2 separate regions of the Mus musculus genome follow, and region 2 is linked to region 1. A link is a contact called in public Hi-C data. All regions are on one chromosome and are shown on one strand. The core of a region is the stretch at or near the end of the contact, and the rest is flanking DNA. Distances in the headings are between cores, read along the strand shown.

What was found. A called contact is a pair of places that touch in the nucleus more often than the background predicts.
Region 2: a contact with region 1 is called in a Hi-C map of cerebral cortex, with 2.1 times the contacts expected there. The contact joins two enhancer-like sites. A contact is called at or near these places in 1 of 484 Hi-C or Micro-C datasets (cerebral cortex) and 6 of 115 datasets of contacts at active chromatin or transcription factors (differentiating embryonic stem cells, embryonic stem cells, epiblast stem cells and 2 more).

The regions. Positions count from the first base shown.
Region 1 is chr6:37,094,610-37,099,174 of GRCm38.p6, forward strand. Dgki (diacylglycerol kinase, iota) reads right to left here. Exons shown (of 34, transcript NM_001081206.2): 4 at 2,943-3,017; 5 at 1,639-1,695. Among named protein-coding and RNA genes, the nearest start is that of Gm52857, 190 kb to the left of the region's middle. Within about 2 kb of position 2,337, at least 39 of the 459 cell types and tissues checked have an H3K27ac peak or open chromatin away from gene starts, as enhancers often do. A contact at or near this core is called in cerebral cortex, where this site is marked.
Region 2 is chr6:37,396,938-37,401,638 of GRCm38.p6, forward strand. All of the region lies in intron 1 of Creb3l2 (cAMP responsive element binding protein 3-like 2), which reads right to left. Among named protein-coding and RNA genes, the nearest start is that of Gm33275, 19 kb to the right of the region's middle. Within about 2 kb of position 2,159, at least 85 of the 459 cell types and tissues checked have an H3K27ac peak or open chromatin away from gene starts, as enhancers often do. A contact at or near this core is called in cerebral cortex, where this site is marked.

The DNA of each region.
Region 1 (4,565 bases), core at 1,087-3,586:
CAGAAGAGCAAGATGCTGGGGTGAAAACCTGCTGTCAGAAAGTACCCAGGTGACTTTTTTATACCACTGATGTCCCAGCAGGAAAAAAACCTCCCCCACTCCATCCTGTTTTAAATACCCTTCAACTCAAAACCCTCCTTTCCCTTTCCTGGGTTTTCTTATGTTCTTTCCCTGTCAACTGGTTGCTTGCTCTGCCTCTTTATCTATCTGGCCTTTATTTAATCCATTTACAAAAAGATTTTTGCATTAAAGCTGTGTGTGAGGGCAGTGGTGGCACTCAACTTTAATCCTAGCACTTGAGAGGCAGAGGCAGGTGGATTTCTGAGTTCAAGGCCAGTGTGGTCTACAGAGTGAGTTTCAGGACAGTCAGGGCTACACAGAGAAACCCTGCCTCGAAAAAAAACAAAAAACAAAACAAAACCCAAAAAAACAGAAAAGGAAAGGAAAGGGGAGAGGAGGGGAGGGGAGGGGAGAGAAGAGCAAAGCAAAGCTGTGTGCTAGGGCTGACCACACCACAACAACCTGTTTACAATAAACAGACAACTCTTGGATAAAAGGTTTGTGGTAGCTGAGCCATACCACAACCAGTCCACAATCTTAGGGTTCACAATGTGATCAAATATTCTGCATCTTCACATCAGATTCATTCCTCAAATAACCTTCTTACAACAATGAATCAGTTTTGCTCAATGGAAGCTTGATTTATAAGGATAACTCCCCACACACCCAAAATCCTTCACTAATTCTTGCCAACTTTACACCTGTAAACTCATCTTAGCAAGCATGTTTCTCTCAGCTCAGACACAATTATTTCTTAACCTCTATGGCAAGAGCTGCTCTAATTGTCTCTATGTCCCCAACAGCATCGACCCTCATGATGTTCCCTCCACACTGCAGGCAGCATAATATATTCTACTTAGATAGCGCAGTGCGAACCTGCAAATCCCTGATGACTTCCAGCCTGCGTCCAAGGAAGTGGAAGCCTGACTTCCACTGTCTAGCTCTAACTCTCCTCCCAAGTAATGCATCTTACTAAGCTCTCACCTAGGCTTATGTGCTGCTGCTGTTTCTGTCTAAATGGTTGTCTCCCTGTATCTCACATCGCACCCTTTGCCCTAGAAGAGTCCTAAAAGATTCAATCAGTGCCCACATCTCTCAGAAAGCCCATTATCTGGCTCTCTCTCTCTCTCTCTCTCTCTCTCTCTCTCTCTCTCTCTCTCTCTCTCCCTCCCTCCCTCCCTCCTTCTCTTCCTCCTCCTCCTCTTCCCCCTCTCCCTCTCTCCCTCCCTCCCCCCCTCCCTCCCTCCCTCCCTCCTTTTCCTCATCCTCCTTTTGTGGACTAGAGAGTACAACTCAGACCCTAGTTCTAAACTGTCTAGAATAATGGGGAACTCCCCCAACCCCACTTTTCCATTTCATGCGTTAAGACTCTGGCTCCCAAACCCACTCCACTGACAGAATAAAGTACAGTATACCGAAGAATCTTGGAGACTCTTTGTCCTTATTGACACATTAAGAAGAAACTGCTGTATAATGAGGGGAGACAGACCTCATTTGTCAATCCTAGGTGAATCCCTGGGAGATTCGGTGAACCTAGGAGAGTTCAAGGTGCTCTCTGAAACAACTCACAAAACTCACTTCTCTTGGCGATCTGGAGCCTCCTTCCCGAAATGTTGGTTTACATCTGAAATTAATCTGCCATTTGAAGAGAAAAGTATGTTAATGTTAGTGACGAGCAACAGGTTGAAGAGAGCTACCTGAGACCAGAAAGCAACCAATAGTGGTAGACATGAAGGCTATAAACCAAGCCCAGGAAGAATAAGGAATCCGTTCTAGCCTGCTCCTACTCTCCCGAAGCATCTCACTAGACGATCCACAGAGGTACAGTGCCATTTCACACCTCCAGTCGGCAGTCCTGCATTCTCATCCATGCAGTCTAACTTCAAACAAACAAACAAAAACGTTCTTAGCCCATGAATCTGGAAAAATGGAGACCAAAGTCACAGGTAAAGTACATGGCAGCTGAAGTCATCCGGGTAAGTTGGGTTTTTTTTTTTTTTTTTTTTGCTTTTTTTTTTAAAGTAGAAAATATAAACCTGAGAAGTCCTAACTGCTGTGATAACCATTCAAACACACGCACAGATATTCCCTGTAAAAGGACTCAGCACTGCCTTGCTCTGTGGATGAGAAGTGTCCTCGTGAGCTCTTTTGCTCCTGTATAAAGTGAAGTAGAGTGCAGACGAGAAAAATCTAGTCCAAGTGTTAGGCATGGCTGTGAGATATAGGTTGACAGCAGCTGGAGGTGCTGGCGAAGCTAAGCAAACATTGTACAAAGCTAAAATAGTCCCACCGTGATTGCCAAGGGCAGCGCACGAATATAGATCCCACTCAGTGTCTCGCCTGGACACGGAGGAGGAATTATAAATGAGAGCAGCAAGCAGCTCTCTCGCAGAGCTCTGCCCTTCCCCCCAGATGGTAAATGAATAGACAGTTCAGAATCCACTTCTGGAGACAAGACACCACCCTTGGGATGCCACTCCTGGCTTAGCCACACATTTCATGCTGCACCAGCAAAAACTGCTGCCCGTGAGGTCTGCAGCAGCATCTGGGAGCTGCTTTCGGCTGGCTTGGCTAACTCTCCCTTCGAGCTCCTTTAGGAATATGTGAACTCACCGAGAGAAACATATGGAAGCTACAATCTTAAAAGGCTTATTGTAAGTGTTGCCAAGCTTTCCCAAAGTTCAATGCAACATAATATCAAATTAAACCCAGGAAAACAAGACCATGGCTGACCTTTATATATTGTCTTTTCATTGTTATTCTGGTAAGTCATCCTGAACTCAACAATTTTTGGTTTTGTTTTTTAAAAAGTTAGACATTGACACCAGATCTTGGTAAGTGACCGAAGCCAACACACTCGCCAGCAGGTGGCGCTCGCTTACCTTCTCTAGTTGCTCAATGCAGGCTGTGTGGACCACGATTTTGCAGACGGCACACTTCCTCCTGAGAGCGGATTTCTACAACATTCAATTCAAAATACAGGAGAGAAGTGTTAGCAAGCTGTTCTGGAGACTTCCCTGGAATGAACGCGAGACTCCTTAAATTAAGCAAAATTGTAAGTGCTTCTGTTACTAAGCAAATTGAAAACCCCTAAACATGTCAAGGTAACTACCCACAGGCACACCAGTGGCCTAGACAGGCTTCTTCGCAATATAACAGCAATACCTGTTACAAAGAGGGCTTATAACATAAACCAAGGTCTTTAGTCTGTTACACCAGTTTTAAGTGCTACGCCTGAACAACGCAAGCACTGTCCTTACGTTTTCAAACTTTTTCACACATTCCAACTTCACTCTTGAGGGACAGAGTCAATATTCTTATGTACAAAACAAGCATTCCACCCATACTCTCGGAGGCTGCATCTCCATGACTGGTTGCTTTAAGCTTCTGTTCTAGGCACAAATCTCGTCGGTGCTATTTGGGTTTCTACCCAAATCTTCAGGAGCGAGATTACAAGTCGGGATTCACACCCAGGAAGCAACAATAACAAACCACTAGCAACAAGGACAGCGTGGGCCACTGGTTAGAATACAGGTCTTGCTCTATGCCCTGACAGGCACATCACAGATGGTCATTCACTTAACCTTTACAGCCTTGTGAAGTAGGGATAGCCCTTATCTATCCCTGCTTCACAGGTAAGAAAACCCACACGCAGCCAGTGACCGGTCCAAGATCGCCCCATTAGGGCACAGCACACCCAATGTGTCTGGCTCCTAAGTGCCATCAAATTTAGCCTTGATTTTGGGCACGCGTTTAAATTCACAGAGAAAAGCTTTCTGGGGTCTATGTTATCTCCAATGATTAAACACTCGAACATGGTGCACGTAGAGAGATGACCGTATGGGCTTCTGATGTCACTCCTGCCAGCATCGCCTAGGGATGTGCAGAGGCCTCTACAAGGACAGGCCTGAGCAAGAGCTGCCTGCCGGGATAATTCTGTTGGATGGTAGTAACTACCACAGCAGCAAATGCAGCATGTAGTGTGTGAGGATCTTAAACTTTCTAAAGACTGTAAACAGTTACTTTCTTCAACAGGCTCTTCTTCAAACCAGTGCTTGCCTCCCTTAGGTGATGAATTGGAACCACATAACAAATCATTTAATGGGTTAGCTGTTATTTTTCATGCTAAGACACAGCTGTTTTGAACCTAGCATCATACACATAAATATACATATATGCATACATATATATATTAATAAACTAAATATTACCAAATAAATATTAAATATTATAATAAATATTACACCAAACCTATTTTGAGCACAAAAACTCATAATAACAGAGATTATCAAAGAGCCCACATGGGAAAGGCTGGGAGTGCTTGTGCATTTGGAAGGTGTCAGTGTAGACTGCTGGCAACCTGTGACTGATGGCTGGCTTCCCTGAGGAAGGACAGTGGAGCCCAGTGGATCACACCTAACACTTCTGTAGAGACAGGGCCCTGGAGGGACAGACAGCCCTGGGGATGCTGGGGAAGGTAGAAGAAAAGAAACTGTCACTTTTTA
Region 2 (4,701 bases), core at 909-3,408, 300 kb after region 1:
GAATGTTAGTTAGCCTTAATCAAGGCAAGTATTAAACCTTCAGAATGCTTTCTCAGCTGTTTAAAAGTGTGCTTGGCTCAACACATGGGTTTTCTAGTTTGAATCTTTCTACTGAATTGATTATGACAGCATGAATGCTAGTGAACTGCTGAAAAGTAGCTTCATTACAATAACTTCTTTCTCATCCCGTCCATTGCTTGAGACTACCCGATCCTAGGTGTGTGCTCGGTGCATCGCATTGCCTTTGTTCTGTGGTATACACAAAACAACAGATGGTCATTAGAGAAATTACAGCAATCAGAGCAAACATGGGACATTGCATATGTCTACATAAGTGTGAGATATAACAGGACAAACAACTATAATGGGAGATGTGGTAGGACTGTCACATAACATGGAAAAGAGACCCAATCAAGTCCATAAAAATTCCCTTTCCTCCCCATAGCTGAACAATGAGTCAGCTCACCTCAGGGTCCAGAGACCATCAAGGACCCAGGTTATCTCAAAAGTCAAGGCAACACAAACAAATTTCTCTCCTCCAGATAGCAGCTATCAAAGTTCAGCGAGACAGAGCCACTTAGCATGAGACGGCGACCTGTGGTCTTTGCCATTGTCAGGCTGACCTTATGACGCTCTCTGGTAGCTGGGTTCACCTGCTAACTTCACATAGAGTCTTTTAAAAGAATCTCCTGGGTTGAGAATGAAGCTCAGTAACAGAGAACTTACCTAGCATACCCATGGCCCTGGGCCCAATCCACAGTATGATAAATAGAGTTTTAAAATCAAGTATAAATTCTGTAAAATGTCCTTATTAGGTATAAAGAACCATATAGTATCATGTAATTGCGAAATTATCATAAAATGGGGAATCTTTATATCCCTTGTCGAGTACCTCCAAGACTTGGCTACTGGTCGGGATCCTGTGGTTCAAGCCATTCCTGGTACTGTACTTTTCCCTTGATGTGACAGGTACCACACTAGACCAGTAGCTGTCCATCCCTTTCATATTTGTCTGTCATACCAAGTGAGTGTTCCTGAGCCCCTGACTCACCAGGGGACACAGAAAACCTGGCAACATCTCCCTCAAGATTAGAGGGGAAAAGAATCTAAGGGAATCTTCCTCTGTGTGTACTCTAGAACATTTGTGTTTAAAAGGAAGAAAGTCAATAGTGACATCAGGCTAAGGTGTTTACTGATGCAGAAGCCAGGGTACACGGACGATGTGATAACGGTTCGATTGGGAGTGATCCTCTCCAGGCAGAGCAGCTGGGAGACAAAGGTCGCTGTCTACACGATGATTCATTCATTTTATCTAGGAAGCCACCGAAGAGCTAGCTGTCCACTAAGGCCTAGCCACGGAAGCATGACGAGGAAAATGGCTAAATATATTATTTTAATAAATCTTTACAACAGACATATTAGTTAGTCAGTTTACCAATGAGAAAGTGTGAGCCCAGAAAAGATCTACAATGGGCCCAAAATTGTGCAGCTCAGAGAGGGGCAGAGACAGAAAATGAGCATCTATTTCCCTGAGTGTAAGAACCACATTTTCCCACGAGACCATCCTTCCGTGAAAAGTTAGAGTTCACAGCTAATTAATTCATCCTTCATGTTGAAGGCATGGGTGCAGCATGAACATCATGAGCACGTACAATTTTGAAATAAGTACATAGAGAACCATGTCTGTCTGTGTCGAGTGGGCAACATGAGCTACGATTTTCATGTACATCTATTCTTACCAAATGATAGTGAGCAAAGAAAGGGGCAAGACTCACTATCCAGGACAGTGGGCAAAATACTTGCCAATTATTTTAGGTAGAGGCAGGTATGATTCCAGTCAGCTTATAGCTGCACTGTTTTCTGGGCAGCTAGTCCACAGCACATGAAGCTCCCTCCTAAGTGAAAGGCAAATGACTGCCCTCAACCTTCCTAAGACATATGGGGCTGTTTCTTACCTACCTCGGCCTTTTCAGCTACCTCCTCCTCGGGCTTTCAAGAGTTGGCTCTGTGAATAGAGCTGCATTCATGGCAAGCCACTTACCATACTGTCAACCATGTAGCACCAGTCAGGAGGACAGTGGGACACACTGTACTACCCACAGACTCCGTATTTGTGACTCATTTGCTTGCTAGGGTTTACTTGCCACCCCCCCTCCCAGTGGGAGTCTCTTGCGAGTCTGTGCAAAGCACGGAAAACTGAGGTCACTGCTGCTCAGGCTCCGGGTGCCAGCAGCCTGACTCCATCCTCACACCGGAAACGGTGTCCTCTGCGGGGTCTGTTCAGTGTCGTGTTTACACATCTGTGCACTGTCGATGAGTCAGTCTGCTGTTTGAAGCAGCTCCAGGCACAGTTGTGAGGTGCCTTTGCTCCCCAAAGCAAGGAGATGATGACGTGCCTCACAGAAACCATCCTTAGGCTAGATAAGTGCCATCCAAACAAGGTATGGTGCTCTGGACCGTAGTCCAGTGTAAACAAGCCAGCAGAACTCATTGAATGAGGTGTCCCTAAACAGATGCACACACTATTAAGACTATGTATCAACTGGCTGATAAAAATGCTGGCATGAGAGGCTTATGAGAATCTTCACATTTCTCTCCTCTGCTATTAGATAGTTCAATGACTTTGTGGGACTTGCTATTTTGCAAATAGCAAGAAGCGATTACAGGGAAAATCTACATATCCTTATTGTCATTTCTGTGACTAATACCCTGCTAGGCGTCCCCCCCCCCAAAGGCAATTAAGACCATCTGGGAAACTTGGACATAGTTTGTTGTCTAAGCCCTGCACATCCTCTGCGTCTGGATTTCTATCTCTTCCATGATGCACCTCCTTCCCCATCTCCTGGCTGTTGATTCCAAACCCCTCCCAGGCCCCCAGCAGCCCATATCAAAAGCCAGCTCCAGAAGTCGGTGCCTATGCCTACCCTGGGGTCACAAAACCGTTTTATCATCCACATTTGCTCTTGTCATTATCTGAAATTAACATTTATCTGTTCTGGACTTTATTATCTGACTCCTACTTTGTTGACTGTTTGACAGTGACCCTACCCCACCTATAAGGGAAATTCTGCGAGTAGGAGGTGCTTAGTCAATATTTGCTGACTTTACCAACACTATCCTTTCCTGGCATCTCTTTCTCCTTTGACCCCAGGTCCGGCCACAATCATTTAGTTCCCTGCCCAGGAGTTTAAGAATCCTTGAATCATTTAATAAGAACTTTGAAGGTGTGCCCACTGGTGTCTCTTGACTCCATCATGATTTGTTTCCTGGGAAGTAACAGAATTCAGGGTTAGGGAGTTTGTCCCTCTAAGTCACTGTAACTGCTTTTAAAAGAGGATTAGCTCCTAGTGTTGCTCTGCTGAAAACCTGCGTATCACTGGGCTGATTGATGGCCACTCCATATAACACATTCCCGCATCATGACCAACTTGGGGCACCCACCTTCTCCCGTCACACACACTCAAGCCTGGCTGAGCTCCGAGTAGCTGGCAGATGAATAATGGTGTCTGAAATTTTTCTGTTGGTTTTGCTAATGTTCTTTAAAAAGGGCCAGCAATTTACAACACAGAGTCTCCATGGAGGGAAGTTGTGGAAGAGGAAGGTTTGGGTCATCTATGACCATCCTGGATTGTTGACTACAGGCACATGGAGGTAACCCCATGTATGGGGTTCTGGTTTGACTTCCATGTACCTTAAGGCCAGGATATATACAGTGATCTATTTATAACACCAATCTTAATCAGAATGCACCTGTGATAGAAAGAAAGAATGGAAGAAAGGAAGAAAAGAAGGAAGGGAAAAAAGGAAAAGTCTTTACCCAAGCCTGTCTTCACATGGTGTCTAGGCAACTGTTGATGCAAACTAGCTCAACAAACAGCAGGCAGCCAGACAACCAAGTAAAGGAGAGGTCTTCATGGCTAGTCAAACAAAGAGGACCTTTGCAGAGTGGAAAAACATCATGACTTTCACACCAGCCAGAGATATCACACAGACATGCAACCTCGTCAGGAGGAAAACCAGAGGGCTGCGTGTGTGTGTGTGTGTGTGTGTGTGCGCGCGTGTGCGCGCGCGCTTGAGGTGCAAGCTTAAAGAATAAACAAAGCTGTTCTGGTGAGTCACAGGGTAAAAAACTCTTCACTCTTCATGGAGAGAAGATTCCATCCAAGAGGCCCCTGCTGGGGTTCTGCTATTTTCAGCCTCCACAGAATAACCAGAGTTCTGCCCTTTGACCCTGAGGTGCTAGACAGTATCTATTATATTTACATAGAAAGGATAAGCAAGATGATGGTTGAAATCCATCCACAGTGTTGAATGATTCTAGGAGGTGGAGTGGAGTAGCACTTGGTGACATCATGTCCCAATTGCGTATTATTTTTCCTAAAGAGAAAAGGCTACACAGTGCTCAGGATATAACTGGCAGATCACAGATACCCTTCCGGCCTGCAAAGTCAACAGCTGCCCAGCAGAGGTGGAAGCAGCAGCAGCTGCAGGCAGGGGTCATCTCTCAAGAGCCTGCTCTCCCTGAAAGGTCTTCAGCTCACTGCTTTCAGGAAACTTTCAGCAGGTGGGAAGGTTTTATACAGGAGCAGCCAGGAGCAGCAGGCAGGTTGCTACCCCCCCCCCCCCCCCCCCGCAGGCACCTCGTGCTTACATCCAAACATTGGAGGAGCACCCCTGGTTTTAAAATGGATCATTTAGTCT